2 separate regions of the Capsicum annuum genome follow, and region 2 is linked to region 1. A link is a contact called in public Hi-C data. All regions are on one chromosome and are shown on one strand. The core of a region is the stretch at or near the end of the contact, and the rest is flanking DNA. Distances in the headings are between cores, read along the strand shown. Region 1 overlaps LOC107853073 (VPS35 endosomal protein-sorting factor-like). Region 2 overlaps LOC107853074 (dihydrolipoyllysine-residue succinyltransferase component of 2-oxoglutarate dehydrogenase complex 1, mitochondrial).

Region 1 (2,923 bases), core at 240-2,739:
AACATCTTTTATTTTCTTTCAAGCAACACTACCCAAGGAGTGTAGGAATATAAGTAAAGATGTCCTGGGTAAATTGTAAGATTCCATTCCTTGCTAAAACTGCTGATGAGAGGGTGGTAAGCGGAGAGAGAGGGAATGAGAATGATTTTCTATTACAGAGGTACTGTTAGAGATATTGTCTCGCACCGGAGAATTATCATGTATTGTGTTCGACACCTATAAAAAAAGTGTCTTGAATACATCGTCATTTCTCTCTTATTTTTTATGACTCAGACAATTCTAAAATTTGGCTACCTACCCGACCACATCTTGAGTGGCCCTTACAATGGGTATGCGGCATGGTGCATGAATTCAACTTGATAAACAAAGAAGCGCCATTGACATTCAGTCATATTTGGCAATTCTACATGTGGCCATTTTATTTACTGGTTGGATGAGAAACTATAGATGTGGACATTTTGTTTACTGGAACGAGCTGCCGGTTATAAATATGCTTTTTCTTTTGAGAAAGGTCTGATTGGCGGTTATACTTGTTGTTGTGGGCATAACGACTTGCACTTTCTGGTACTCTATGTTAATAAATGGCGGATATACGAAAGATTGTCCTAAAAAGGGAACAACCTTCTACATAATTCTTTCTTTCACAAGTGTTATAGTGCATTTACCCTCTCAGTTTTGATTTGTCATGCATCCAGGTTAAAGGCAATGACTCTTTGTTCTATTGTGATCAACAATATCTGCAAGAGTTTCTTTCATTTCCTGTTGTTCTTCTTCAGTGCTTAATCGATACTATTTTACAAGAACCAATCCAGGTAACATCTTGTTTATCCTTTGCTCTTCCATGAAAGATACAAGAATAAGGGGACCATTATTAAGCTAAGTCTGCATAATGTCTTTGAAGGCTGCCGGAGCAAATCTTGCACTTGATGCTTGCAATGCTATTGCATCTTCTTTTGAAGTAAGAGTTCTTGTTTTTTTCTGAAATTTTGGACTGAAGGACCTCATGTTCTGATTGGCATCTAAACTGCACCTAATATCCAAGACATTCAAATTGGTATCAGTACCAAATATATACGAAATAAAAAAAAGCCTTTTTTCAAGTTTCTCGTATCTCTTACGGACAGACGTTAAAATGTTGGATTGTTTGATGCAAGTAAATAGTCAATGTTCCCTTGTTTAATCCTAGAATGCTTGCTAAGCAGGTATGTCAAGGAGCATCAGATATTTGCTCCAAGCTGGTCGAAACTGCCAAGTTGTCTTTGAGCTCTGATAACAAATATCTTCAATCTACAGTTGAGTTTCTCAAAAACCGTGGACTTATCCAAAGAGGAGAGTTGTAAAGAGAAGGAAAATAACGTGCTCTACAAAGTGGCGCATAGCTTGCTTTGTCACTATTAGTCTTTTTTTCTTCTTAAGTTAGCATCTATCATTTTTTTCCCTTCATCAAGTTGGCATCTATCATAATGTATACCAACTTAAGCTTTTCTGGTGTTCGAGAGTAAGTTTTTATGTCTGTAATCTCTTCATTTCAATTTCTACTTAGGTTTATTCGCTTCTGAGTATCGTGTATTCTAGAGTTTATGATTTATGCCTGCGTTGTCAATCAGTTTTAATTCTTTGGGAACCAATATTTATTTAGATTTACTATTCTAGAAAGAAAATTACTTCTTGCCAGATGCCCTCAAATTTTGCTTCCCTTGCCAACTGGAGTTGAATATCAACTCGGTAGCGTGTTCACTATCATCTAATCTAACGGAGGGCGGTAGGTAGTCAAATGAACAGAGATTGTGTTCATGAAAAATTAAAACTTCGAAAGGAAAACAAAAAAAGGCGGCAAAATGATGTGATAAACACCCATACTAGTATGTATGCTTTTATATTCTGAACCCTCCGACTCACTTCTTTGCCAACTGAATCCTTAAATTTTTTTCTCGATCAATTAATGTGTAATGCAATTGACTACACGTAGGATGACACGTCAATTTTAAATGACAAGAAATTATATATATAACATTTTTTTTCAAAAAAAAAAAAACGAAAGAAACCCCTGTTGGACAATAAAATTCTCGAGGCTGAAAAATAAATAATTCAAAACAAGAAAATATTGCAACAATCGATTTTACTGATTTCAATGCGTGTGTTACAATCTCTATGAATTCTCTGATTTGCCTTTTCAAATATAAATTCAAGGGCTTAAAGGTTGATTTTGAATTGAAACTTGATCTTGACTTGTGCTTGAATTCAAGAGCTTTTGAGCTTGTTTTTGAATATTGCGGTCTTGATCTTGAACTTTAATGAATTTGATTTGAATGTTTGAGCTTTTTAGAGAAATTGCGATGTTTGATCCACGAACTTTCTCTTGATACTTGTTAGAGTTCTGGGCCTTTTTTCTGAATTATGACACCCCTATTTATAGTTGTAGAAAAGGGAGAGTCATGATGAAGAGAACTTCCTTTGATCAATCAGATTTGATTTTATGGGCCTGCTGCATCATTTTGTCATGTGGCATGGTCCTATTGGCTCCTTCACTTGACTTAGCGTGCCACGTCATTTGACATGTGGTGCTTATTTGGGCCTATGACAATATCTTGGGGTTAGCAAAGTGGACTCCATATTTGTAGCCCAAATTACTGGACTAACCCAATAAATTTTGGGCTCATTTAAATCTATATCTATTTGAACTTAAATAATTAATTCAATTATATTAATCCGCAATATTTATTTGGGATTAATATATTTTGAATTTAATATAATTTGAATTTTGTACGGATTTAAATTTAATAAAATTTTGTTACATACAAAATACACCATACTTTAAGACTTGACGAGACATTTAATATTTTGGCGGCTAACCTTGAAGTATAAATTTGATATTTTAACTGCAACGATATTGTGTAAAGAAAAAAAATAATAGTAATGATTC
Region 2 (2,923 bases), core at 188-2,687, 160 kb after region 1:
TAGAGCTCAGCTGATTTCGTTATTGCTGCGTCGTGGTTCGTTGCGATTCATCAGAGCTGGAGCTCCTCGTCGGAGCTACAACTTGAATGGGTGAAAGGGATGGACGGAGCTGCTAGTGGTAGTTGGATAGATGAGCTGAGCAGTGGGGTTTAGGTGGTGGTAGTCACAGTTGAGGAGAAGGGAGAAAGAGGGGTCCACTATGTTGCGCAAAGAGATTTTTTTTTCTTTGTGATATTTTGGATTTGAGATTTGGGGTAACGTATCGACCCTTTTAGAGAGAGAAAGGGAAATCAAGGATTTTTGTAATTATTTTAAGGGACTGAAATTGTAAGTAATAATGGTAATTAAGGTATGATATTATATAATTTATGCTCAATTTAGTGTTATATATCCGCACCATTAATAAAGGAACAATTTTAAACTTAAAATAATGTTAGGACCGAAGAACAAATTTGATCCAATAAATGAAAGGTGAACATTTTCAAGTCATCTTTAGCGTTAAGGATGTCTTGAACCTTGTCAATATATATCTTCGCCGCTTTAAAATGAGATTTTTTGTTAAATGGCTTTTTCAAGTCTTTTTTTAATTAAATAGATTATAAGTTTTTGTTTTATTTTAGAAAAATGACCTACTTTTGAAATTTTTAATTTATTTGTGATTTAAAAATTCTTTACAAGTTTTAAAAGTTATAAATTAGTCTACAAATCACCAACTTACAGAATTAAAACAAAACCCTTTCACCAAAGCTTTTACACATTTTACAAATTAGCCCAAAACCTGATTTTCGATGGACAGATCTATTATCGATACGATCGATATATGGACAGATCAATTATTGATCCAATCAATTACATACATATATATACAAACCTTTTTCTTTTTGAAAAATAAAATGAACTAAAATTAAAGGAGAGTAGAAAATTTACAAATTTGAGAGGAGATAGAACATTTAGGAATAAAATACTAGCTTCAAAAAGGAGAAAGTTGAAGAAACAATGAGTTTTTAGTAAGAATAGAGGAGAAAAAAGTTAGGAAAAAAGTAATTTGAAATTGAAAAATTGAAGAAACAATGAGTCTTTAGTAAGAATGGAGGAGAAAAAAGTTAGGGAGAGGGAAAAAAAGTAATTTAAAATTTAAAAATTGAAGAAACAAATTGAAAAAATGAATTAGCGTTTTATATTTTAAATATATTTGCAAATAAATCCCATAATTTTTAATGTGTTATTGTAGTTTAATTCTTTCTTAAAGTTATTTTTTTTATTTTGTTTTAAAATGAGAAAGTAGAATTAGGCTATTTTGCTAATTGAAAATTGAAAGGCTTATTAGCCAAATTTTCTCCTTTAAAAGCCAAATACGTCTCCGGCGAAAATTTGTCATCTTTATCCTTGCTCTCTAAGAGAAAAGATCGCACAGCTTTATATCAGTCCATGAAAACCCAACCTGCAAAAGATTCTGTCTGCACATCCTCCAATTCCTTCTCCATTGCAATCACCACAAATGACAAAGACACTCACAATTGCATCAAGCACAATACGTTTCACTTTTAAGATGCCTTGGTGATGAAATAATAAACACACAAAAATGATGTCCCCTGATCTCAAACTAAAATTCATAAAAATGACAATTATAGATAAAGAAAATGTATAGAAAAAGAGGCTTATGTAGTATGGCCCTTATTCCTTTTTACGCTAATTGCTCTGCTCCTTATTTCTTTTAGACCTCAACTCAGTTCATCCTAGGATGCAGAGAGAAGGAAAGATTAATGAACGTCCATTCAATGAAACCTCATTCTTTTTCTCTTTAATATAGGAGGGAGCAGCCCTTTCTAAGAATGGTTTGGGACCTATGAAGATTGTTCAAGAATACACGTTAAGGGTTGAGGTTATGCATTTAATCTCTAGTAATAGATCCATTGTTAAAATAGTCTCTGTCACTGTTCCAAAACATATTGTAGAGTTACAACAGTTGATGTATGCGTTCCACCAATGCTAGATATAGAGGCACATAATAAATCATGAATTGCCCTGTAACAAAACCAATAATTGTTGTATGGATGAATCTGAAACAAAGCAGAATTCCAATCAAGGCTACCAGTACAGTTCTAAGAAAGGGCATTTGCCTCAGATCAAGAAGACGGGTACCAAAGAAACTACGTAAGATGAAACTTAGTGCATAAAAACAGTTCAAACTGGTGAAATATATTCAAGCAATAAATTATCCCTCCTTGCTAATTGGGTGTCATGAAAAAGTAATGAGTTGTGGGAAAGGATTTATCAGGGAAAGAGATTAAATTGTTACATAGCTCTATTTGCATGTCTGAAGTATAGATGGTTGCAACTTGATTAAATAATCAGGGACGAGCAATGTCAAAGGCCTCAATAACTTTGACAAAATTTACTGTTTATTCTGGTTTTTAGCTTGCGCTAACACTCGGGTATACCACGAAAATCAAATGAAAAGTCAGAGATGGTTGTATATCTATCTTCAAACATCAAGGAGCAGGCGGTGTGGATCTTCTACCACATCTTTGATCCTTCTCAAAAAGTATACTGCCTCTCTTCCATCAATCAGCCTATGGTCATATGTCAGCGCAATGTACATCATTGGTCTTGAAACAATGTTGCCTCCAACAACCATTGGGCGATTTACTATTGAATGCATTCCCAAGATAGCGGACTACAAAGTCAAGCAGCAAACATCAATGGTGAGATAGCTCTACGGCAAATTTCAAACCTTGTAGACTCAATAAGGACAAGTACCTGAGGAGGATTAATGATGGGGGTACTTAGAAGACTTCCATACACACCACCATTGGATATTGTGAACGATCCTCCAGCCATTTCATCAATAGAGATGGTTCCATTAGTTGCCTTCTTAGCAAGCTCATTTATTGTCTTTTCTATCTCCGCAAAATTCATCTTG

What was found. A called contact is a pair of places that touch in the nucleus more often than the background predicts.
Region 2: a Hi-C map of leaf shows a contact between it and region 1, with 3 times the contacts expected there. The contact joins two enhancer-like sites. A contact is called at or near these places in 2 of 5 Hi-C or Micro-C datasets (leaf and placenta).

What each region holds. Positions count from the first base shown.
Region 1 is chr3:162,913,467-162,916,389 of UCD10Xv1.1, forward strand. LOC107853073 (VPS35 endosomal protein-sorting factor-like) reads left to right here. Exons shown (of 24, transcript XM_047408423.1): 22 at 696-812; 23 at 902-958; 24 at 1,203-1,681. The coding sequence ends at 1,340. Among protein-coding and RNA genes, the nearest start is that of LOC107853073, 96 kb to the left of the region's middle. Within about 2 kb of position 1,490, at least 4 of the 5 cell types and tissues checked have an H3K27ac peak or open chromatin away from gene starts, as enhancers often do. A contact at or near this core is called in leaf, where this site is marked.
Region 2 is chr3:163,068,829-163,071,751 of UCD10Xv1.1, forward strand. LOC107853074 (dihydrolipoyllysine-residue succinyltransferase component of 2-oxoglutarate dehydrogenase complex 1, mitochondrial) reads right to left here. Exons shown (of 15, transcript XM_016698090.2): 14 at 2,761-2,923; 15 at 2,167-2,677. The coding sequence ends at 2,486. Among protein-coding and RNA genes, the nearest start is that of LOC107853074, 8.8 kb to the right of the region's middle. Within about 2 kb of position 1,438, at least 4 of the 5 cell types and tissues checked have an H3K27ac peak or open chromatin away from gene starts, as enhancers often do. A contact at or near this core is called in leaf, where this site is marked.